Regions from separate parts of the Zea mays genome. Here regions 1 and 2 are each linked to region 3. The links are chromatin contacts, called in public Hi-C maps. All regions are on one chromosome and are shown on one strand. The core of a region is the stretch at or near the end of the contact, and the rest is flanking DNA. Distances in the headings are between cores, read along the strand shown.

The links. A called contact is a pair of places that touch in the nucleus more often than the background predicts.
Region 1: a contact with region 3 is called in a Hi-C map of endosperm, with 2.9 times the contacts expected there. The contact joins the promoter of LOC100277450 here to the promoter of LOC100194137 in region 3. A contact is called at or near these places in 3 of 25 Hi-C or Micro-C datasets (ear, endosperm and tassel).
Region 2: a contact with region 3 is called in a Hi-C map of bundle sheath, with 4 times the contacts expected there. The contact joins the promoter of LOC100381650 here to the promoter of LOC100194137 in region 3. A contact is called at or near these places in 7 of 25 Hi-C or Micro-C datasets (bundle sheath, ear, leaf and 2 more).

Annotation. Positions count from the first base shown.
Region 1 is chr9:111,059,160-111,062,745 of Zm-B73-REFERENCE-NAM-5.0, reverse strand. It overlaps LOC100277450, which reads right to left and starts at 1,520. Exons shown (of 1, transcript XM_008661654.4): 1 at 643-1,520. The coding sequence starts at 1,240. The coding sequence ends at 971.
Region 2 is chr9:110,763,539-110,767,017 of Zm-B73-REFERENCE-NAM-5.0, reverse strand. It overlaps LOC100381650 (putative STRUBBELIG family receptor protein kinase), which reads left to right and starts at 1,319. Exons shown (of 17, transcript NM_001354721.1): 1 at 1,319-1,764; 2 at 2,959-3,088; 3 at 3,170-3,238; 4 at 3,419-3,479. The coding sequence starts at 1,650.
Region 3 is chr9:110,921,340-110,924,852 of Zm-B73-REFERENCE-NAM-5.0, reverse strand. LOC100194137 reads left to right here and starts at 1,957. Exons shown (of 7, transcript NM_001139189.1): 1 at 1,957-2,152.

The DNA of each region.
Region 1 (3,586 bases), core at 271-2,770, 140 kb before region 3:
CTGATTGGTTGGCAGTACGGAACAACTTTTGGTGACCGGAAGCTAAAAAAAGCTGAAACAAACATGGTCTTTGCCTTTCTAGGTTTATACTAAGTTAAACTATTTAAAATTTGACCAACAATATATATAAGATTAAATTATTTTAAACTAAAAGAGTTATAGTTCAATTTACGATGAATCTAGTAATCGGTCAGAGTTAATAATGATTGATTTAGAACAAACTAAAAAGATGAGCTTACGTGGACAGAGGGAGTACTACTTTTGATGTTTGTAATATTTCTTAGTTATTAGAGACAATACTCAAAAGTTGTGCTTTGCTTGTTACTATTGCACATTTGATCAAAAAAAATTATGCAGGTGGAATACCCAGTTGTGAAATCCTGGATCGGCCCGCTGTGAACTCTGGTTACCGTGCGATCTGGCTATCGAGAGTCGGCCGGCGTACCTAGACGTATGTAGGTGTCGGCAAAGAAAAAACCGCTTTCTTTGTGTGTTTTCCCCCCTGATCGAGAGTCGGCGTCAGGCGACACGGACCAAGCACCGTACTTCTAGACGGTACGTATGTAGGTGATGGCAAAAAAAAAAAAGGCGCATTTTTGTGTGTTTTTTCCCTGAACAAGTAATCCATCTGTCGGCAGCGAATGAGTGAAAATAAAAGAACATCCTCGGATAGCTTAACCACGGGCCTTCGATCTCATATACTAGCATATACTAGCAAATACGCCAAGAGCATGTCCGCGCTGGAAATCGGTGGAGTAGGCTAAAGTTGGCACTTTGGCAACAGAGGTTCAGGTTCGAATTCAACTTCTTACCAAAACGGGCGACCACCAAATGCACCTCTCTTCTCGATGACTTGGTCGATCTGGAGATCGGAGTAGTGCCGGAGGTGAAGACGCGAATGAAGATAGTAGAAGGAAATTAAAACCGGCCGGCCGTCGATGGTGTACGTCGTCGACCTTCTTCTTCTATTCTAGTCATGCAGGATAGCCGGGTAGGTGACGAGGCGCCTGGCGCAGGCGGTGCAGGCGAACCTCCGCTTGGTCCTGCGGCAGAGCGGCAGGCAGCAGAGCGCCCACTCGGCCTCCACGTCCGTGGCCGCCACCACGCCGCCGCAGTAGGGGCAGCTCCCGGGCGCCTTCTGCACGCCCAGCACCTTCTCCGCCTTGCCGCACAGCAGCATAACCGCCGGGCCGGACGACGACGACGCCGACCCTACTGCGGCCGCGGCCATCCCCGCCATCGTACCTATCGCGATATCGATCCCGGCCTCTCTCTTTCTATGTGACTGTGAGGGACGTACAATACGAGTATAGGACACACCAGCTAGCTAGCTAGCTGAGGCTCTCCTCTCGCAGGTGCTTGACCGCAGGCAGGACGACGTGTGTGTTCGCTCGGTGCTTCTTTGGGCTAGCTAGCTAGCTAGCTGCTAAGGACAAACATCACGTCACGGGTGCTGTGCCGGGGGTACCGTACGTGCAGTGCAGCAAGCGCGCGCTGGCCGGCGAGCGAGCTGTGCGCCGGTGGGGCTCGCGTGTTAACGCCGGTGGGGTTATCGCAATTAATTCTCTCCTGCCTCTGTGGTTGGTGCAGTTGCCGACTTGCCGTGGCTGTCTTTACGGCGGCGTGCGCGTGAGCTCTCGCTGGGATTTACCGTCGTATGTGGGCACCGCACTGCGTGCCCAGTGCGGCTCTCGTCAGCCGACTCTGTCGTCGTCGTCGTTGCGGGCGTGGAGAGCCGATCGGACGACTGGACGAGGGGGCGAAACACGCGCGCGCGTGGTGGCGTCGTCGTCGAGTGCGGGTTGACGTGAGGGCCGCCGGCCGCGCGGGGCGGCAAAGCAAACTGCGTTTGCATGGCTCGGCGCGCGGTGGACGGGGACAGCTGGACAAGAGGACGCGGCGGAGATGCGCGCGCCGGCCGGGCCGCTTTTGCTTGGGCTTATTTGGACCGGTCACATGTACTGCTTGGCGCTGTGAGGGCCTGTGGGGGTGCGCGGCGTAGTGGCTAGCCTGGGCACTGGGCAGGGTAGTATCCCACGTCCTTCATTTCAATTGGTGCGCGTCGTTGCATGACCTGGGTCTCCACTCTCCAACCTCATCATCATCATGCCTGTGTGGCTGTGTCCCACACACCGTGCCCGTACATGTATACTGTCCCCAGTCCCCAGGATGTCTATCTTTTACATTGGAAACTTAGGACTGTTAGCTTCGAATTAAAAACAATTGTGCACTGATGTAGATGTAATCTATAGAAACAAAAATATTGTAGATGCAGTAGAAACCGGTACAGATTAAATCCAAATGAACAGTTGTCTCTATATCTATCCTTTATAGATTTTTATAAAAGTTTCTTTCTCTCTATCTAATTTTTCTCTCTAGTAACATTATCTATATATTGTCCTCTCTACATCAAAAGCACATAATATTTTAGTTTTGTTTAATTTGTTATCTAAAATATAAAAATAATTAGAGGAGAGAAGAGAAAGTCCATACATATACCATGTGATTGGTAGCCCGGCCGGCTATGTGCAGGCTCAGCGGGTGCATTGACTATGGTCGTGCACGTGATTGGTCCCCTGCTTAGGATGAGACGAGTCTGCTCACGCGCATGCAGCACAGTTAATTTTTTAGCTCCCGCTTGCACGCGTGGGTATACGGGGAGGAGGCTTCTCTGCTAGTCTAGGTCGGCACGAGCCTAGCACTCGTGGGCACTGAAACCAATCACGCGGATAGAGGATGAGTGGAGTGTCTATTTAGAGAGAGTTTTAGAGGATATTTTTAGAGACTATATAGGAGAAAATATTCTCTATATTTAGGATAGAGGAACAAATAGAGTCTAGGTCTTAATCTTATACACATGTTTCTTATGTACCTATATTAGATATGTTTACGAAGCTTGAGCAACCTAGAGCCAAAGTTGTTCCGCCAGCGGCTGTTGTGACTGCCAGCAGCTTGCGAAAGCAGCCCGCCAAGCTCAGCCACATAGAGCCAAAGTTGTTTCGCCAGCAGCTTGCGAGAGCAGCCAGCCCTACAACCAGCCGCAAGAAGGGCAACTGGCTGTAGCTACAATTCTAGCTAGTAGTGTTGCATTGCCATGCCACCGGCCACCACTTCTGGACTATAAATTAAAATCAGTCCAATCTCAATTGCATTCCCATTCCCAGTTAAACTTCAACAATGTTCTCCTTTACAACCAGGTAGCTAGATTAAGCTCCAGGTGTGGTTATTTACAATGGAAGACCACCACGTAAGTTTGCCAAAGATCGTGGTAGATGCATCACCAGCATCAACGTCTCGGGGACACACAAACTTGTGAACGTTGGGCCCGGACAGTCTGCGTGCCCCAAGATTAGATTAACTCGGTTGATTATTGTTGACGCCTTTTGGGAGCGCCAATTACTCAAGAAGAACCGTGGCGGTGCCCTCTGCACAGGGGCGGACGGTCCGCGCGTGGGGCCGGACGGTCCGCGGCCTGGTGCGAGGCGCGGTGGTACTCTCTGGTCAGGGGCGGACTGTCCGCGGCCTGGGGCCGGACGGTCCGCGACCTGGTGCGCGGCTAGGGCTTCTCTGCCTGACGATCGGACGG
Region 2 (3,479 bases), core at 70-2,569, 160 kb after region 3:
AGGTTGTTTCTTTCGCTCTCCCGAAGGCTCTCGCCATCGCTCGATCGGTTTTGGAAGGATCCTGGGCATTTCGGTGCCCAGAGACCAGAGACTCCCGACTACACAATTGAAATCTACTGGAACACGCAGCTACTTCCAGTCTACCAGACAGTAGTAAACGCGGCAGGTCTTGTTCCAACTTGTGGCCGCCGGGACGTAGTCACTGAAACTGCGTGCATCGTCGTCACCCTCGTCGGCAACCAAACGAAACGTACGAGCAGCCGGCCGACGGGCCAGAACAAGGGGGAAACGAATAGTAGTACGAAACAAAACCCGGCAAGAACTTGCCAGCTATGCCCACGAGGGAGGCGCCGCATCCGTCCGTCCCCGCGCACATGCCGCGGTCCACGCCGCCCGCACTGTTGCCGCCGAGGACCAGCCAGCCAGCCGCGAGCCGGCGCCGCGACCACGGCATCGGCATCCCCTGCCTGGAGTCCCCCTCTCCGTCTCCGTCACCCGGGCGGGCCCCCCGCCAGCCGCCAGCGCGGGCCGACGCGCCCAATTAGAGATGGCAACGGGTACAAACCCGCTGGGTTTTGCCGTCCCAAACCCGTACCCGTGAAAAATATCTATGCCCATTAAAAAACCCGTACCCATGACGGGTTTGAGATTTTGCCCAAACCCGTACCCATCGGGTTAACAGGTACCCATGGGTTACCCGCGGGTTTCATCTCCAATATACTTATCTTCTCATAATCAATAAGTATCGTAATGATTAATGATATCATGATCCAAAATCTATGTAATGAACAACGAGTTCATGATTTGGTATAAAAATTATTAGTAGAGAGAATGAAATACAAATAATAAGTTGTATAATTAAGTGACCTTGCACTAAGTTATCCATCCACCACATATATAACGCTAGTAAAAAAATATAATAGCAAGCAAGCAACACTCTCACCGACTACTGATACATTCACCAATTGGTAAAAATTATGAAGTAAATAAGGAATAATAAGTTTGTTGTTCGTTTATAAAATAAAATGACAATATGCACTAGGTTTGGTCGGGTTTAAAAAACCCACGGGTTCACGGGTTTGGATACTGTAGGAACAAACCCGTACCCATAAACCCGCTGGGTACAGATTTATGCCCATTAACAAACCCATGGGTATGAAAATTGGACTAAACCCGTACCCTAATGGGGTAAAAACCCATCGGGTTTTGGGTTTCGGGTACCCATTGCCATCTCTACGCCCAATCATCTCATCCATCCCCACCCCCACGCAGTAAACAAAACAAAACACACCCCGTGCCGTGTCTCGGGCAACGTCCCAACTCCCAAGGCGAGCGAGAGCCAGCCCACCATTTTTACGCCCGCTCTGTTTGCGTTGCGTCTTGCGTGCTCCCCTCCTTCCCTGCCTACTGCTCTACGCACACGCAGCCACTACTTGCCTTGCCAGTTGCGTCGCTGCTCATCCCAGACTCCCAGCCCCAGTCCCGTACCCCAACCATCTCCTCTGTCTCCGCCTCGTCGCTTCCGCCCACTCTTCCTCGCCGCTGCCTCACGGCCCCATTGCTCCGAGCGCGGCGCCGGTCGCGATCCGACCGGGGGTGCGCGGCGCCGAATGGTGTGATCGACCCCGTCGGGAATTGGGATCGAGGTCATGCAGCGGGCTCCGGAGCGCCGCCGCGGCGCCGGGCCGCTCCTGCTGCTGGCGCTGCTCGTCGCATTGGCGGCCGCGCCCAGACTCGTGCGCGCGGTCACCGACGCTACCGACGGTACGCTCGTGCTTCCCCTCCCCGTCTCGTCTGCGCTGCTCTGCTCGCAGCGAGCTGGTTCCGTGGACCGCTTCGCCACCGCTCGATCGCGCGCTGGTTTGGTTTGGAGTTTTGTTTTGCCGGCGCAGGTGGGTTGCTCCGGTCTTGTCGGTGGTACTGTACTGTACTGCGAAGCGAAGCACCCAAGCAGGGCGCGGAGATCGGATTGATTCTGTGCGGCGCTGACGTGCTCTGGCGCAGCTGCCAGCTGGGGGAGCTGCGGCTCGCGTTGCTCTCGCGCTCTTGCTTTCTCGCCTGCCCGGTGCCCGCCCACCTGTAGTTAAGGATATGTGCGGTGCGGCGCGGTGAAATTATGTCGGTGCCGGCGCTGCTGTGTGGTGTGTGGGTGACAAGTCACAAGTGGGGAATGATAAGGGCCTCTGCTTTTTATGGATTATTACAAGCTCAGTTTCGGCTCCGTGAGAGTGAACCCGACATCCGAGCTCGCCCGCCCGGCGGCTAAGTAGTTGTCATGAAACCTGCAACCTCGCGTCTGCCTGCTACTGCAGCTGCTGCAGGGCGGCTGTAATTTGGATCGCCTTGGTGTTTTCAGCTGGTTTGTGCCACGCGGGGCCGTCGCTTTCGGCTGGGATAACGAAAGCAACCTTTGAGGCGTTATCGAAACGAGCTGTCTGTCTTGTGCTCCTGTCTTATCTCTTATGACAACAATGGCAGACGCGGATGGGCTGCTCGCGTGCTGGATCCGTGGATATTGATAACATGCAGATGCAGGGGAAAATGATGGTTTGCTAATTACGTTAGGCGTACTGGTAGCAGGATGGTTTGCTAATTACACTAGCAGTACAACACAAACAGCACGGGAGCTTTAACCGCACTACTTGTGTTAATTGTCACATTATGGTACTGCAGATTGTGCACGTAGTGAGGGCCCTACCCATGCTGGGATCCTAGGACGGTAGTCTAATTGACAATAATGTTGATTAGTGTGTAGTTGGTTCATTAGTCAATTGTTAAGTATTGACGTGGGATCATGTTCCTAAATTATTGAATTTAGATTCTTTGCAAGCGCAAAATCTTCTTTTATACTCTGTTTTAGGTCAGGTGTTGTGCAAGTGCAATGCAGGCAGTGTCGTTTTTTTCCCTAAGGGTTACTCAATGCTGATTGTTTCTTCACGCTTCTTTTATCATCTGTAGTCTCTGCCATAAACGGACTGTACATGTCACTGGGATCACCACTTCTACCTGGATGGACTGGAAATGGTGGAGACCCGTGCGGTGAGAGCTGGCAGGGTGTTGTGTGTACCGGCTCTTCCATAACTGGAATGTATGTCAGGTTCTTCATCGCATTTCCTGTTATCTATTGTATTTGTTTTACGTTTCACCATTATCAACTCACTGTTTTTAGAACCATGAATGCTGCAAACTTGGGAGGACAGTTGGGAAGTTTAGGAAACTTCACTGCCATCACCAGCTTGTAAGGATGTTCAAACTAAATCTGTTACTCATTATTCGAGGTTTTTCATTATATCCTTGTGCCATGATCAACACTGTGTTGCAGTCTGAATTAGAATATTTTCTACTGGTTGGGTTTGTGTTTATGACCTTTTTCGTAGACCGATTGAGTGTCTGACCAATAACTTTATTTTGTCTATAGAGAGCTTAACAACAATAATATTGGTGGAACCATACCGGAGGACCTACCTGTTACATTGCAG
Region 3 (3,513 bases), core at 708-3,207:
CGAACTCTAGAAGGTTGAACTTTGCACATCACGGTCCAAAGACCAAGTTTCAAAAATAGATTTTGAAGTAGAGATTTTTAAGCAAATTGCAAACATTGTTACCTCTTTGCGAATTCCTCTAAGAAACATGGCGATTCCTATGACTCAAATGAAATTAAAAATAAAGTCTTGATCGCTTGGAACCACGTAGGGTAAATGAATCTCTATTGAAAGAACTGCATGATTCTATTGAATTACATGCTCCAAGTTTTATTCAATATGATCTCGTGTACTTCATTGGATCTTACGATAACTGAGTACATACTTGAAGCATACTTATTAGAAGCTTTATTTGTTTTGTCATTCTATCAGCAAAATCATCAAGAGGTTGATTGCACTTACACCATAATTGGAGCACCAATTGCACGAGGAGAAGCCTCATGGTTATCCTTGGTGTTACCTGTCTGAGAGGTTAGCCCTTGTGGCTTCAACAAGGATTAGGGGGAGGTTGACCATATGTTGGGGTCACACTGTCTTACACAATGTTGACTTGATTTGATTACATCCAATTGCATATCATGCAACCTCCCTATTACAACTAGTACATGAAAATCCACCCAATATTTTCCATCTATGAAAGTTTAGTTTCATTACAAACGTACAGATCTCAATACATCGTACAATTATGGTCCCTTCTTGCGAATTGGGGAAAATTTTGGGATATTAATATCTATCTATCATAAAATCATTAGAGTCCCTCATAGGGAGACCTACTCATGATTTGGTGTGTATATTGTATCTTCAATGAAGATCTGTTCGTTAGCATTAACGGGAGAACTCAAAACCACAAAAATTGCTAGGGAATCAATTGGGATGCTACAGACATCTCCATCCCTGATCCACATACTCTAGAAACGGAACTTCAAGTTCAGAAACTCATTAATTTGCAACACACTACAAACAACATGTCATATGCATTTACTAATTATAAGGCTGTTACAAAATCCTACAATTTCACGAGAAATGTGTCGAAAAGAGCAGAGGTATCAAATAAAACTACTCAAGTCACAAGTAAGAGGGAGAGAAATACAATTATTTCCACGGATGCAGCTTCTATCTAGCAAAGAAAATAGAAGAACAAAATCTTCTAACCCAGTAAATGCAACTCAACCCTATGGAGGTTCAACTTTCACATCCCATATCAACAGTGCACTCAATTACTGACATTGGGACATCGAAATACCCAGATGCAATCATTTTGGGATATGATGATGCATAAAAAATGGCACATAAAATTCCATCAATTAGTTCAAGTCTAGAGAATCATATGACGAAAGAATACAATTGTTGACATTTATTCTTTGCAATGATTGTAGAGGTCCTTCAAAATTATCTAGAGAACAATAAAAACTCATTTTACTGTTTCTGTATCTCTTTTACTTTCCTAGATAATTGCAACAAAATTAAAGCCACGACATGCTAAAGCAGGAAAACTGTACATAGATGATTAGAGATTTTTTTTCTTATATTCACTATGCGCTAGACAGGGCTATAAAAATATAGGATAAAATTTTAGGAGTTTCTAATATCATAGGTTCAGATTCCCTCTTTCATTCAGAAAAAAAGAAAAATTCAGGCTACGGTCAGGGTCAGCGCTAGATCGCTCTTCGTCATTTCAATTTTGCAGGCCTTGCGACTTGCGAGGCCCCCCACGACGGACAAGTGAACGCAGATTCGTTCCCCAACGGCTACGACGCAAAGTACCAAACCCAAACGGCAGGCGCGTCGGTGCACGGGCGCCCACGTGGGCCTGCGCCATCCGCGCCGCACCGGGTCTGGGGCCCGCCCGGACTCAACGGTCGGATCTCTCGTCCCTATCATGCACCGCTCCGCTTTCAGACAGCAGTTGGTTCTCATCAAAGCTCGCAACTACTTCCTCCCCTCCCCTTCCTTCCCTTCCGGCCGCCTCTTGTCCTCCTCACCTCCCAAATTGAAATCCTCCTCCCTCCCCGCCTAGGGTTCCGCTTCCTCCCCCGTCCGAGCACCACTCAAGCGGCGGCAGCAGCGGTGGCAGCCTGGAAGCAGTCCCATCTCGTCGCCCTAGACTTCCCTGCCGCCGCACGTCTCAGTTTCTTGTTCGCCCGCTCTCCTGCCGGTCCGCCCATCGCCTGAGGTAAGCGCCCCGCCTGCAGTCGTCCTCACTACTTCTTTTTCCATCAATCTTTGCCATCGTAGTGTGTGGGCCTCGTCCCCTGCCAGGGCCCTCCGGGGTGAGGTCCGGTAGAGGCCACGCGCGACCGCGAGCGAGCGGCCTCCTGGGACCAGGGCGGAGTTGGCGACCGGTCGATTTCTCAAGCTCAGCGTAGAGCGAATGTCCAGCCGGTTTCAGATCCAACCGCACGGTGTTTCGCTACTGTAAATGAGCGTTGATTGTTTGGTCGATCGATTGGTCTCGCATTTCCTCAAACCTAATTTCCGGGCAGAAACATTTCTGAATTCCTAGATAGTCCCATGTTCCAGCACACTGCGGAACCTAGATGGCCAGGCAAGGGTTTGTGTGGCTCAGGCTGGTGCATGTGCCCACTCCTCGCTTCTGGATGTAAAGAATGAGGGGACACTTGCGCTTTTTAGTGCGCATAGTAGTGTCTCATCTTGTTATGGTCATGGTATTATTCACCACGTTGGCTTGTGGAAGTGGCTCATTACTAGATTAACATAATTGTGGTAGCATGTGATTAGGAGTGTATTGTATCTAGGGCCAAACTTTCCATTGCACGTTCTTGACAAAATGCTTCGTTGGGGGGCAATTTATTGAAGATGTGGATATGAGGCAGTAATGGCTGCTTGCAGCTGTAACTGAATGCGCCTTTTCATTTCTCAGCCGCATTGAATTACTATTGTGGAACATAAGAGCAACTTCAATGGAGATACCCCAAAACCATGATTTTTAGTTTCTCTAAAAAAATGGTCTACCAAACAAAGACCCTCCCACAGAAAATCCACAATTTATTCCATTCTCCATCTTTTAGAAGTGCCATGGTACTATTTTGTAGGGATGGTTCCTGTGTCATTCTTGCCTTCAGCCACCGTGGACACCAGTTACCCATCGCATAGAATACATTATTTCATAACTATTGTTCTCATACTTGAAAACAGTTTCTATGTACTTTGTTCACAGTTCATTATTTAGTTTGGCAGTAATGTTTTGAGAAGTACATTATTTGAAGAGTGTGACTGCTCTGCGCATGTACAATCACTAGGTTCCTTCATTTAGTGTTGGCATGATTTTAAGCTCTCTTTCAGGCAACAAAAATTTCCACAAGTAATTCTACTTCTATTACAGTTCATTCATATAGACAATCCCTGGAAGAACTCAATTCAGGACTTTAGGTAGCAACACTTTGGTGATATTCACAAATAAAACTGAAAAGATGAACCCTGGCTGAATCTCTGAACTGAAGTTCTGAAACATGTTGCAGCAGAGTTGTTGCTGCTCTGAAAACTGACATTTCAAAAGTGCTACAGGAAGCAATG